Regions from separate parts of the Mus musculus genome. Here region 1 is linked to region 2. Evidence: chromatin contacts called from public Hi-C data. All regions are on one chromosome and are shown on one strand. The core of a region is the stretch at or near the end of the contact, and the rest is flanking DNA. Distances in the headings are between cores, read along the strand shown.

Region 1 (7,100 bases), core at 103-2,602, 98 kb before region 2:
ATAACGTTCTGATTATGTAGAAAAAAAAAATCTTTGCTTTTAGTAGATATGTATTGAAATCTTTTGGGGTGGAGGGTAACAGTCTGCAAACTACTGAATGACTCAGCAAAATACACCATATGCATACACACACACACACACACACACACACACACACACAGAGCAACTGTGGAGAAACGTTTAAAAAAAACCTAGTGAATGTGGGTTAATAGTGCCGATTACTGCATTTTTCTTGTATGTTTCAGATTTTTTGAAAAAAAAAATGGAGAAAGTAAAATCTTTTCAAACTTGGAGCGGCCTTTCCTGTTTGTTGGGACATCTTTAGAGTAAGACTCAGTGATACAGTTGTAACTCAACGATACAATTGTAACCAATGAAGGACTGAGTGTTCAGGACCAGTATCTTTAAGATACTGTAATTGTTCAAAGAGACAAGAGAACACTGAAGTGGTAACTACGTGTCAGTCAGCGTGATTTGCATCTTAGATAGCCTTGGAAGGTAGAAAGAGAAACCAGGTAGCCTGGGAAGGCAGAAAGAGAAACCAGCCAGGCCTGAATAGAAATACAGGCTGGTAGAACTGTTTGACCTATTTAGGGTTTAGTTTCCCCATTATAGGAGGAAGAAAAAAAAAATCACTTTTTGGCATGATTGCTGTTTTAGGCTCTTATCTCATGGTATTTAGAAAATTAGGCTTTCTGTGACAAACTTTCCATTTAAGCTGTGTGCATCTTTCCTTCGTTAAACTCACGCAGCCTAATGGAGTAGGAAAAGAGAGGAAAATCACTTCTCCAAGGTCACACAGACACTCAAGGACCCAGGTTCCTCAGCTCTTGGTCTTGTGCCCTTTCCACGCCCGCCGGAGAGGAGGAAGCGGCGCTCATAGGGATGCAAGGATGTAGAGATGCAAAGGGATAGAGGAGGCCGCCTGAGAGAGGTGGCGAGAGACCCGCCAAGGCGCTGGCCAAGGAAGAGCGCATGGAGAGGCGTGCGGCACGACCAGCCGGGGTGCGGAGCGGTGGCTGGGAGGAAGGGTCGGCGGCTGGGCCTAGTGCCCGGGAACGGGTGGCCTGCGGCGGCCGTAAAAGCAAGGAGGTGGAGGCCGTGGGCGCGGGAGGCCGTGGGCGAGGGGGCCGTGGGCGCGGGGAACCGTGAGCGCGCAACCGCCCTTCAGCACAGGTGGGCCGCCGAGCGAGTGATAAGGGCGCGGCCGGGGTCCGGACCCCCGTGCTCCAGAGCTGCGGAGGGGGGCGCGGAGGGGGCGGGGCTGCGGGGCGGGGCCGCGGGGGCGGGTCTCATTGGCCCCCGCGGGAGAGGCCGCGGCGGCGCAGGCGCGGTTCCCGCCTCCTCGGCCGGCGAGCGAGTGGAGGCTGCATCCCGGTGCGGCTGACTGTCGCGTCGCCGCCGCCTCCGCCGCGGAGCCCCCCGCCTGGCTGCCCCGAGTCGGAATGAGCTCCAGGAAAGGTGAGCGGCGCGAGCGGCCCCCGCCCCGCCTCGCGGCACGCAGGCGGCCAACCCGACCGTTAATGTGTCTTCTCTCTCCCCAGTGCTGGCCATTCAGGCCCGAAAGCGGAGGCCGAAAAGAGAGAAACATCCGAAAAAGTGAGTCCGCGCGGCGCTTGGTCCCGACCCCGCCCCGCCTCGCTGAATGTTGCTTGCGGCCGCGCAGGCAGAGCTTCCCGGTCCCCGGGCCGCGGGCGGTGGGTCTCCCGGGACGCGGCGCCGGCTCTACGTGCCCCGGCGGGGGAGGGGTGGGGGGAGGGGCGCGCGGCCGCGGGTTCCGGAGCCGCGACCTGGCCCGTCAGCCTGCGAGCCGCCCGGGCTCTGCACTCGACCCCGCGCCCCGTGCCCCGTGCCCCGCGTCCCCGATCCTCATCCCGCGCCCCGGATCGGCGTCCCTGATCCGTATCCTGAGCCCCTTATCCACATCCCTGATCCGCACCCCAGTGCCTGTACCGCACGGGTCGGATAGTGGGCACGGGAGGGAGGCGGCGGCGCGGCTGACACCTGGGCTGCGGGAGCCAGTGCGCTGCCGCCTCTGCCACCTCCCGGTCCCGCCTGGGCCAGCCAGCTGAAAACCCGAGCTGCTTGTCAAGTGGTTTGGCTCCGGGCGTTGTTCCTGGCGTGAGTTCAGCTCCGGGACCGGTGCGTTTCGGCGCTCGGGTTTTTCATTCGAAACTTTCTGCTCGGGTCGAGCGTTACTTGCGTGCTGCGGCTGCGCCCAGGTCGCTTGCTGCAGTGGGCTGTGGGTGTGTGCGCGGGCGGGTCCCGCGTGGTGCTCCGGACTGGATCCACCGACTATGATATTTCAAATGTGCCAGCGCCAGCCACCTCCAGCCTGGACCTGCAGCCCAGTTGGGCAGCTGCTGTCGGAGAAGCCTTTCCCCGAGAGCTGGGTTTTCCTAGGCGTCAGAGCGCCGCCGCGTGTTTCTCTTTCCTCTCTCTCTGGGTTTGCTGGACCAGCTATCAACATCTTTGCTCACATTGTTTGCTTCGCTGTTCCTTTTGCGCAAGAAATTTGTGTGGTGTCTTTGGTACTATAGAGAAAGACAGAATTCGCCTTTAATAAAATTACGAAATATTTGTCTATCTTTATTTTGCAAGGGGTGGGATAACCCTCTGCTCTCTTAGGTGGTGGTTATAATTTGTATTGGCCCAGCAGGGATTTCCCACACATTTGGTGACATCTAGGAAAACTGGCAGGATTGTCTTCATTCAAAATTGAATATAACTTGACTGTATGTATAGGATTTCCTAAGATGTGGATATATAAATATGAAAGAAATCTATTTTTAGGAGGCAAAAAGACTTGAAAATTGGAAGGTAAACATTGAAAATTAAAAAAGGTTTTTATTTTTATTATTTTGTGTGTGTGTTTGGGTTTGGATGTGTAAGAGCCTTGACACCTGTGGAAGTCAAGGAACAACTTTCAGCGTTTGATTCTCTGACCATAGCTTCGGAAACTGAACAAGATCAAGCCTGGTTAGTATTCAGATGGGAGACTACCTGGGAATACTGGGTCTGTAGGAAAAAAAAAAAAAAAGAAAAAGAAAGAAAGAAAGAAAGAGAAAAGGATTGATTCTCTGTTATGTGTAGGTCTGTGGGATTGAACTCCAATTGTCAGGCATGGTGATAAGCACTGTTACCCTGAGCCATCTCCCTGGCTCAGATATCAGATATGGGATATTTAAAATGCTGAAACTCAATGTAGGCTTCTGATAGTTTATGCTTTTTAAAAACTAGTTCTATTTCCCCGGGGCAGTGATGGTACATACCTTTAATTCCAACACTGGAGAGGCAGAGGCAGGAGAGTTTCTGTAAGTTTTGAGGCCAGCCTGATCTATAGAGCTAGTTCCAGGACAGCCAGGGCTATACAGAGAAACCCTGTTTCACCCTCCCACCCCTCAAAGTGCTATCGTGGCTCAGTAGTTAAGAGCTTCTTGCTCCTGCAGAGGTACCTGGTTAGTTCTTAGCACCAAAATCATGGTTCACAACCATCACTATCCTCAGTTCCAGGGTGTCTGATGGGCAGCTGCATACATGTATTAAACATATATACATGTAGGCAAAATTCATAAAAGAAAACCTTAAAAAGTAGTGCTGGTTCTAACTAATGAAAACCCTAAGTTTTTCTTTTGGTGAACCATGGAAATTTAGCAGCTGTCTGAGTGGATGCTTGGGTTTAATTGTAGCTTTCAGCACAAGGTGTTGTCTGCGTGTGGGGATGGGGTGGGAGTGAGGACAGAGCTAGCCTGTCATCAGACATGATAAATGCAAAACTGCTTTCTAGGTTCAAGGACTAGCACTGGAGAGAAGGGACTTGAGGAAGCTGGGGTCTTAGGTTTTCTTCATTTCACAGACAGCTCTGACAGGTTAGAATCACCCGCCTTGTTTAAATCTACATTGAAGAGTCCTGATGATGAGACATTTTAAGTCTGGAGGAGACTTACTTTTAAACTGTGGTAGTGACTGGCAAGCTTGAGTGATGTGGCTGGGCCTGGCCTGATGCAGTGTGGTCTATGTTCAACATAATTTCCTCCTTATATGCAAACGGAGCTTTCTTTAATCTTAGTTCATTTGTTTCTGTAGGCTTTTATGAATTGCACTCAGCTTCCTGGGTATGTTTATAAAGTCCAATTTGTCTCAGAATTGAGGTCCTTTTTCCTTAGTCTCCATACTGTAGGCCTCTCTTTTGGGGCCAGTTGTGGTGGCACATGCCTTTAATCCCATCACATAAGAGGCAGAGGCAGGAGGATCTCTGAGTTTGAGGCCAGCCTGGTCTACAGAGTGAGTTCCAGAACAGCCAGGGCTTTTACACAGAGAAACCCTGGCTAGAACCTTCCCCACCCCCACCCACTCCCAGCAAAACAAACAAACAAACCAAAATAAAAAAAACCCGACCACCACCACCACCAAAACATTAGTTTTGTTTGTTTTGAACTTCATATAAAGCACACACGTATGGGATTTCTCTCTCAACTTATTTTCAGACTTGTCCATGTTGTATGGGACAAGTACCATTAACTTGCTCATTTTTACTGCTTTATAGACCTCCATTGAGTAAGTATGCCACAATTTGCATATTTTCTAGTCTTACTAAGGAAGTCCTCAGTCCTTTTCTATAGTATAAAGTTATTTTCTAGCAGTGTAAATATTTCCCTAGATTTTCAGTAGATTTATTGTTCTGTATTAGATATATGTTGTGCATATAATGTTTTACATATTATGACTATAACTTGTAATCTAAAAGTACACTGGAAACCAGGAGAGTGCTCTAGCTGAGACTTGAAGAAGCATTAACAGTAATAACTACAAGAGAAGGCAGGGCTTGAGCCTGAGTGGCTGGCCGCCGCCCATGGAGACACTTGCACAATGGCATGTCTGTGCTCCTGCAGTTAGTTAGTGAGGTTGGGGTGGCTGGTGAGGTCACGTAAGGAGTTGGAGAGCACACGTGTGCCAGATTGACATTCAAAAAGAGTTTCCTAGCTTTTAAGTGGAGTGGGACTTAGTGGCCACGAGCTTCCCTGGGAAACCTGCAGAAGGCTTGAAGAGATTGGTGGGTACCGAGGGAATAGAATTCACTGTAATCCACGCCCAGTTTAATGTGGGAGGGTATGGGATGAATGCCAAGTCTCTGTATTAGCAAAGTTTGTGGATACTTTCAGCTATCCCTCACAACACTGATTGTACAGAGTGCTTGGCAGAAGTTAAGGGTGGCTTTCCTGGACTGTTTGGAGGTCCTTTTGTGACTTTCCGTTAGACACTTGGTTAGAGTTTCTACCTGCAGAACTGTTCTTCCCAGCTGTCATTAGAACTGGCAGGTAGCTCACAGAGGCTCCTGGCTGAAGGTGCTGACTGAAGAAAAGGGGTTCCTGGGGTTGTGGGGTTGGTTTCAGGAGGTGCCCTGGGTCTTTTGGGATAGGGTCTTACTTTAACTCATTATGTGGCCCAGTCTGGCATTGAACTCTCAAGTGTATGTAAAATACCCATATAGAAAAGCTCTTAGAGGAGAGTCATTAGGACTGGTCATAGGAAATGAGAGAGAAAAGCAATCAAACATCACAGAATGAGTATTTGGCTGCAAGTTTATACTTCATGAGGGCTAAGAGCATTGAGAAAGAGATGGTGTCATTTATTGTATGTATATGAGTACAGCTACAGTGTACTCATGTACATACAATAAATACATCTTAAACACACAAAACCATTTCCCTTAACAAGTTTTTTTTTTTAAATCACTTTTCCTGAGTGGGTTATTTTGATACATATATCCAGTGACCAATCATGTGTCATGAAAATTTCCCCTGTTGCTTCTGTTTAAATCTATATCAAATTATTTTATTATAATGTTATTTAATGTATAGTGTTATTAATATATACTTAAAATTTAACACATACGTAAATATTTTATTTAATATGTATTGCTCTACATAAAATGTGACAAAATTAATAATTTGCCAATTCTGCAATGCATGTTTGTTGTTTTTTTATTTTTTTGTTTTCGTATTTTTGAGGCAAGGTTTTTGTGTATCTCTGGCTGTCTTGAAACTTGCTCTGTTGACCAAGCTGGCCTTGAATTCAGAGATCTGTCTGCCTATGCCACCCAAGTTCTGGGATTAAAGGTGAGCTGTTTTGTATCTCTTTATTTTTAAAATTATTTGTTAATTTTATGTATATGAACATTAGACTGCATGTATGTAAGTTCACCACATTTGTGTAGTGCCTGTGGATGCCAGAAGAGGGAGTCAGAGCGCCAGGAATTGTATGTAGTACGGTGGTTGTGAGCTGACTTGTGAGTGCTCGGAACTGAACCTAAGTCCTCATCAAGAGCCTTCAGCGCTCATGATCACTGACCCATCTCTCTAGTTCCTGGTGGTTTTTGTTTTGTTTTTTTTTTAAATGATTTTTTGAGACAGGGTTTCTCTGTGTAGCCCTGCCTGCCCTGGAACTCACTTTGTTGACCAGGCTGGCCTCGACCTCAGAAATCAGCCTACAAGTGCTGGGATTAAAGGCATGTGCCACCACTGCCAGGTGCTCCTGTTTTGTTTATATTTAATGTAAAGGTTTTCCTTGGTGTGACAGTTTTCAAAAGAGGCTCTTAGAATGTGGAGTCTACAAGAGAGAGCTGGACAGAAGGAGTGGTAGACAGCTCTGACCACAGGGTGAGTCTGTTCTTCTGTGTTGAAATTTGTTAGATGGACACTGTGGCCTGGCCTGGCTTAACAGCTCAGACAAGAGAAAGGATAGACTGAGTTTTAAACCTGGACTTAATTCTGATTCGGCCTTTTTTAAAAAATATTTTTTAAAGATGTATGTATGTATGTATGTATGTATGTATGTATGTATGTATTATGTATACAGTGTTCTTTCTGCACTATGCCTGCAAGCCCAAAGAAGGCATCCAATCCTATTACAGATGTTGTGAGCCACCATGTGGCTGCTGGGAAAAGAACTCAGGACCTGTGGAAGAGCAAACAGTGTTCTTAACCTCCGAGCCATCTCTCCAGCCCTCTGATTCATCTTGATATATAGATGATTTCATTTGTAGGAAAACAAACCATGCTGGGACTGATACAGAAAAATAGTTTATTTTAGAGAGAGAT
Region 2 (6,574 bases), core at 1,540-4,039:
ATAATTAAGGAATGTGTGTGACTGAAGAGATGGCTAAGCAATTGCTGTCTTAGAGGACCCGTGTTTAGTTCCCACCAATCATGTCAGGTAGCTTAAATCTATCTGTAACTCTAGATTCAGGGGAATCTCTGGCCTCTTTGGTGACCCTCAGATTGGGGTGTTACCCCAACCACCCCCGCTCTGATTAAGAATGAAAAAAAAAAGAATTTATTAAACACTTTTTGCTTTATTTTAATATTTATTTATTACAGTTAACATGTTCACTTCTTGGTTGCATACAGAAGAGTTACTCAGTTTAGCTGTATAGCTTGAGCTGTGTAAATCTTTCCTGAACAAATAACTGAAGACTCTTTCTTTCTATAGTGTGGTAATCAAGTAGAATCTGGACTAGGAGGGGAGAATACCAGGATCCGTGACACTCCAGGAGAGAACAGCACAGTTCTGACATAGCCAGCGTCAGCAGTTTATCTGACATGTGCTGATGCGATGCTTAGAAGGAGGAGGTCTTTGTCAAGTTCACAGTTTGGATACTCTTAGGGGGTCCTTCAATTGTCAGACATATTGGTGCTCACACAGAATGCCTGCATTCTGATGTAAGAGAAATTTACTGGGTTTGGTTTAGTGGGTACCATTCTCAGAAACCTTATGTTTCTAACTTCTGTGCCACCTAAGGCAAGTTTCCTTTCGGTTGTGTGTGTGCATTTGTGCGTTTGTGTATAAGTAACAGGGTCTTGTTATACCTCCCTATCTAGGCTGGAACACACTTTATAGATCGCCCTTTCCATTGGTCCTGGAGTGTTGGAGTATTTGACCATGTCCATAGTCTTTTGAAGTCTAACATTAAATGTTTTGTTGACGTCATCTGTTAATTATTATTCTTGCAAGGTAGTAAATGCTCTAAAATTAGGGTGAATGTCAGTACTGAGTTTCCCATGTGTAAATGTTAATTACTGTGAATAGCTTAAACCCTCCTCGTCTTCCTCCTCCTCCCCCTTCTTATTTGTGCTAAATTAAATTAGTTGGAATAAGATGAAAACATGTTCTTAGTAGCTCACAGAAAGCAGCCACTGATGGCTATGTGGGCCTGCTGGTTACATAAAAATAACAAGGTTAGTATTTTTAGGTACATAATTTAATAACCAGTGCAACCACAATCATGGGAAAACATTTTGTGGTCAGAGATCGCTCTGACTTCTTAGTTCCTAGCAACCTCTTGTGTGTGCCCTGTCTGTTGCTGAAACTTTATTCTTCAAAATGGTATCTTCTGATATATAGATTGTTGTGCTTTGCTTCTTTGGCTTTTGAGTTCATGTTCATTATTGCTGATTAGGATTTCATTATACAGTTGCAATTTATCCCTTTTGTAGGAATTTATTTTATGTGTGAGGATTGTATGTATATGTCCTACATGCATGCTTGGTACCTGCAGAGGCCAGAAGTTAGCATCACATCCCTGGAACTGGACTTATCGACACTTGTCACCTGCCTGGGACCTCTGGAAAAGCAACAAGTATTTTCAACTGTTGAGTCATCATTGTGTTATCTTTTAAAAAGTATATTAAAGTTAAAAAGACAAGCAGACAAGGCCAGTTGGAAAAGGGAACTTGTACCTCCTGGCTTTGGTAGTTGTCTGTGTCTGTTAATACTGTTTACTATGGCTCCAGGGGCACCTGCCTCAGACTCTCCTGCAGTGTAGACTGGGTTATGCTATGTGATAGAGTCCAAGTTCAGAGAGTGTACGCACTGCAGTGGTTCTTCTCACCACCCCCTTGCTGTACTTCCTGCACGTTTCTTGGTCCTCCTGCCTTAGTGCCAGCAACCTGCCACTTAATGTTCTGTCCCAGGGTTTGCTGGCCTAGAAATAGTTCCAGGCGAACTGTTTTAAGGCAAGCGCAGTTCCTTCCCTTTCACATTATTCACCACCTCCTCAATCTCATTATTGCTCAGATAGAAAATAGGGTGAATAATTGTGTTGCGTCACAGTTGCTGTAAAGATTGAATCAGTGAAACACTAGGATAGGATAGTGCTAAAGGGCTCCATCGCTCTCCTACCTCTCTCTCCTCCCTCCCCTCTTCTCCCCATCTCCACCCCATAGAGACAGGCAGGCAGACACTGATTAGCCTGGCACTTGCTAGGTAGATAAGGTTGGCCTTAAGATCACAGAACAGAACTCCACCTGCCTCTGCCTCCTGAACTCGAGGATTAAAGGCGATTACCACCATGCCCAGCAAGTGTCTGGTTTTAAAAATACCATTATTATAAATAGTATGTTCATTGCTGGCCTGAAGGTACACACTCCACATATTCAGACATGATTACCATTCACTAGTCTGCCAGGTATTGCATGCTTTCTTGGACTTTAGACCTTGTGACATGATCATTTCTTGTTTTCTTGAAGTCTATTTTGTATTCCTTTAGAAGAGGGTCTGTGGAAAATAAATTTAGCTTTTTAATCTTTTTGAAAATACATTTTCACTATGTATATGAATGTTAGGCAGATGTCCACTGAGCATGCTAGGGTCACTAAGCATGCTCTCCTGTGCCATTGTTTCTGTTACTGTGTTGGGGACTTTGACATCATAGCCTGTTTTGTCCTTTTTGAATCTGAGAAAGCATGTTCTTTACTCCTGACCACTTCTCAGCTGTCTTTACTTCTCATCGTGGCTTCTGTTTTCTGTCTTCAAAGGCCTCCAAATGATCAGCAGAGGTTGGGCCTCTCCTCCAGGCCCCAGTCTTTCCTATTTCATTTAATTTGTGCGCAGGATACAGACTTCACTATGTAGCCCAAGTCAGCCTTGAATGCATGGGTCTTTGTGCTTCTGCCTGCCAGCTGCTAGGATGACAGCTGTCCTCCCCAACCCCATGCTGGCTTCTGCTTTTCTTTTGTAGTTTTATTTTCTGACTCAGTGTCGCTACTAGTGTCTTCAGATTCACCTTCAAGTTGCGTTTGTTGTCTAGATAGTTAATATTTTACAGCCCTTGTCCCTCAGTAACCCATTGATTTACTTTTATTTTTATGAAAATTATGGATCATCCTTATCTGTGGATTTCATAATTGCTGAGGATTGGAATTGTTCAGATAGGAGGCAAACGGTCTGTCTCCCGAGCACGTACAGGCCTCATGGCATAACTTCTACTTGCATAGCATTTATATTTTATTAGACATATATAAATTACTTAGAGATGGTTTGAAATACATGCACAGGTTACATGCAGCTAACTAACATAGCACTTAACCTAAGAGAATTGAGCACCCGCAGAGTCTGATATCCATGGGTTTTTGGAAACTACGTTTTTGTCGTCATGTTTTGTAATGCTAATATCTGATATACGATTTTGTATGCTCATATTATTTATTTACGTTTTTGGTTTGCTCTTAACTGTGGACTTAGCATTGGTCCCAGGTGGTAGTATATTTCTCCTAAGCAGCTTTGTTTTTACTTTGTCCCTGGGATTGTCCCCAACCCTAGCATCCTAAATTAATTTCTTGATTTGAGGATTTCAAGACTGAGCAGTTAGCTGTAAAATTAAACAGAAACACTTTCCAAGAGAGGAGGTTTGGGATTTATGGGGAGGCCCCTGCTCTGTAACTCAAAGAGCTCCAGATTGTGTTCTGAGTTTCCTTGTTGGCTGTTGGTGGGAGAGCTCATTCTGTGATTCTCCAGCCTGCTCCCTTCCCCATTTGAATGAGGGGCTGCTTCCTTAGAAAATGTTTCCTGCTGCTGCTTATGTGGTCACCTTCTCCGGTTGGAATAACAATGCTCATTTGCAAGTCAGAAATTCATATTCTGTTTCTCTGCTTGAAGTTAATGCTATTTGGAGAAATCACCTGTTTCCCCACCATCTTAGCCTTCAGCAGTGATTTATCTACCTCTGTCTGTGGATTTATTTATTCTAGGCAAATATGAGTGAGTGAAATCTGAGATGCTCTCCACCCCACCCCAAGAGCTCCCTATGGACATATGACTCCCCTGCCCTGCTCTGCTGAGGGGTGTGTGATGTTAGTGTAATCAGCACCTCATATTGTCAAATCCATTTAATCTGCTTGCCATCATTGTATTTACCATGGCTGTTTGTCATGGTTGTTGACATTTGGATTGTTTGCTCTTCTGGTCACAATAAATAATAGTGCTAGGCTTGCAGTGCAATGGTAGAGAATGCTCGTGCTTTTCGTGTGTGAGGCTGTGGGTTTCATCCTCACACCAGGATGGGATGGGTTGCTCCTGTGAGCACTCATGTGCAGCTTTTGTGTGGACGTGTGCTTTTGCTTTTGGAGGTTGTATCAGTCGCCGGTACTGAGGCTTATGGGAGCAGGCCAGCCTCTTGGGAAACTGCTGGACAGTTCCTGTTTTTGCATATCCCCTACAACAGGTCCCTATCTTTATGATTATTTCTGTTCTCGTGGGTATGGAGTGCTTTTTTATTGTGGCTTGCTTTTTACTTTTCTCACTGTTAATAGTGGAAACCATTTTCCCTAGGAGTGTCACAGCTAAGCTGACAGCTTTAGGACTTTGTTCAGAGTATTTGGATCCAGCTTTACTCGTCGATGCATGTATGTATGCAGTTGTCCGATCTCCATTTGTGAACAGACTGTTCTTTTCCTATATGGATGATCTTGGCACCCTTGTTAAAAATCAGCTTATATAAGATTACACGTGTGCGCTTGCAGTTGGACGGCACCGCTCCATTATCCGTTCCTGTGCAGTGGCGCTTGTGCTGACCCTTGTTGCTTTGCTGTACGCTTTGACATTGGAAAGTGTGAGTGATCAGGCACTTTGCTCTCCCCGCTTCTGTGGGCTCTTCTGGAGTGTGTTTCCACATGAAGCCTAGCACAGAGGCTCAACTTCTGCAAAGAAGGCAGCTAGGATTTTCATAGAGATTACATTGAATTCACAGATTAGTTGGGACGTGCTGTCTTCTTAACAGTATTCGTTCTCCGACCAGAAATGAGGTGGCCCTCTGCTTATTTAGGTCTTCGGTATTTTTTCCAGCAATGTTTTATAGCTTTTATATTATGCTTTGAACTTCCTTTAAGTTTATATCTAAGTACTTTAGTTTTAATGTCATTGTAAATGAAACTGTTATCTTAATATTATTATTTGTCCAAATCTTTGTTTGTTTGTTTGTTTGTTGTTTGTCTGAGACAGGATTTCTCGGGATAGTCCTGGCTGCCCTGGAACTCACCATGTGGATCATGCTGGCCTCAAACTCAGAGATCTGCTTGTGGATGCTGGGATTATAGGCATGCCCCCTTACCACCTGGTTCTTCCTCCTCCTTGCCTTCCTCCTCTTCCTCCTTCTCCCCTTCCCTTTTCTTGAGGCAGAGTATCACTATTTCTTGTTTTGCCTCCAGCTTACAGCAGTCCTCCTGCCTCAGCCTCTCCATTACTGTTATGATAAACAAATGAGCCAGGCATGGTAAATCCTAATTCCTTTAGGCGGTTTTGTTGTGTGGCTTCCCAGTGTTGTATCACACTGCTGTTCTTCTGTTGAGTGACATCGTGATGCTTCAGTGTCATTGTTTGTCGCTAGGATGACTCTCAGTAAGAAGACCTGCTGAGGCAAAGGTACTTAGGTACTGGAATTGTCTATCCTGGTTGTATTTACCATTTTACTGTCTAGTTTAAAACTTCAAGTTATTTCAAACAAACCGTAGAGAAGAGTATTATAAATCCTTATAGCTTAATCATATTATTGAATATATCAGGGGATGCCAGAATTTGGTTATAGAAATGTTCTGTTCTGCCCATATTACACTGCTACCAGAGAACACGTGACTCTTGAGAACCTGAGATGGTGAAGGAATGACCGCTGCACTGCATCCTTAATTTATTCAGTTGACGTGTTTGCTGGCTACAAATTGTCTACAGCACTCTAGGATTTCATTTATTTCCTGTGTGCATTTTGAATTCTCTCAGAGTATAGAAAATAAATTATATTTGAAATTCATTGAAGTAATTTTACTAGAATTTATAGGTATCTTTAGGTTTAAGGCTTATGGGAATTCGCTGAAGCTCTGTTAAAGTGGCATATGTGCATGTTCCTGAGCAGCACGAAGCAGTCACTTACAGTCACAGCAGGTTCTCCCCTCCCCCCCCTCCCCCAACACAAACCCCCATCCTTTTGGTTTTTTGAGATAGGGTTTCTCTTTATAGCCCCGGTTTGAACATTGAGATACACCTACCTCTGCCTCCTGAGTGCTGGGATTAAAAGCATGAACCACCATTGCCCAGAAATGATTGTTTTATGTCTATGGATGTTCTACCTGGATGTATGTGTGTGTACCACTTGTGTGCAGTGTCCTTGGCGGCCAGAAGAGGGTGTTAGATCCCTTCGCTGTTCTGAGCTACCATGTAGCTCTGGGAATTGAACCGGGGTCCTCTGAAAGAACAGCCAATGCTCTTTAATTGCTGGATTGCTTCTCTAGCTCCTAAACAACCGACTTTTGGGGCTAAAATATAGATGCGCTGAGAAGCAAGTCCAATTTCTTGACATCTTCTTTGTGCACGTGCTAGGAAACAATGTTCTTGGGCAATAGAGAGGCTAGTACTTTCTAAATATGGAAACTAGTTG

The links. Hi-C and Micro-C count contacts between places; a contact is called where the count stands out from the background.
Region 1: a contact with region 2 is called in a Hi-C map of rod photoreceptor, with 3 times the contacts expected there. The contact joins the promoter of Srpk2 here to the enhancer-like site in region 2. A contact is called at or near these places in 2 of 39 promoter capture datasets (the C10 cell line and the HPC-7 cell line), 1 of 484 Hi-C or Micro-C datasets (rod photoreceptor), 7 of 115 datasets of contacts at active chromatin or transcription factors (the HPC-7 cell line, the SCID.adh cell line, embryonic forebrain and 4 more) and 2 of 9 other capture datasets (adipose tissue and liver).

What each region holds. Positions count from the first base shown.
Region 1 is chr5:23,670,219-23,677,318 of GRCm38.p6, reverse strand. Srpk2 (serine/arginine-rich protein specific kinase 2) reads left to right here and starts at 1,352. Exons shown (of 16, transcript NM_001359173.1): 1 at 1,352-1,461; 2 at 1,545-1,599. The coding sequence starts at 1,446.
Region 2 is chr5:23,574,291-23,580,864 of GRCm38.p6, reverse strand. All of the region lies in intron 2 of Srpk2 (serine/arginine-rich protein specific kinase 2), which reads left to right. Among named protein-coding and RNA genes, the nearest start is that of Srpk2, 98 kb to the left of the region's middle. Within about 2 kb of position 2,789, at least 38 of the 459 cell types and tissues checked have an H3K27ac peak or open chromatin away from gene starts, as enhancers often do. A contact at or near this core is called in embryonic forebrain, rod photoreceptor and stem cell-derived neural progenitor cells, where this site is marked.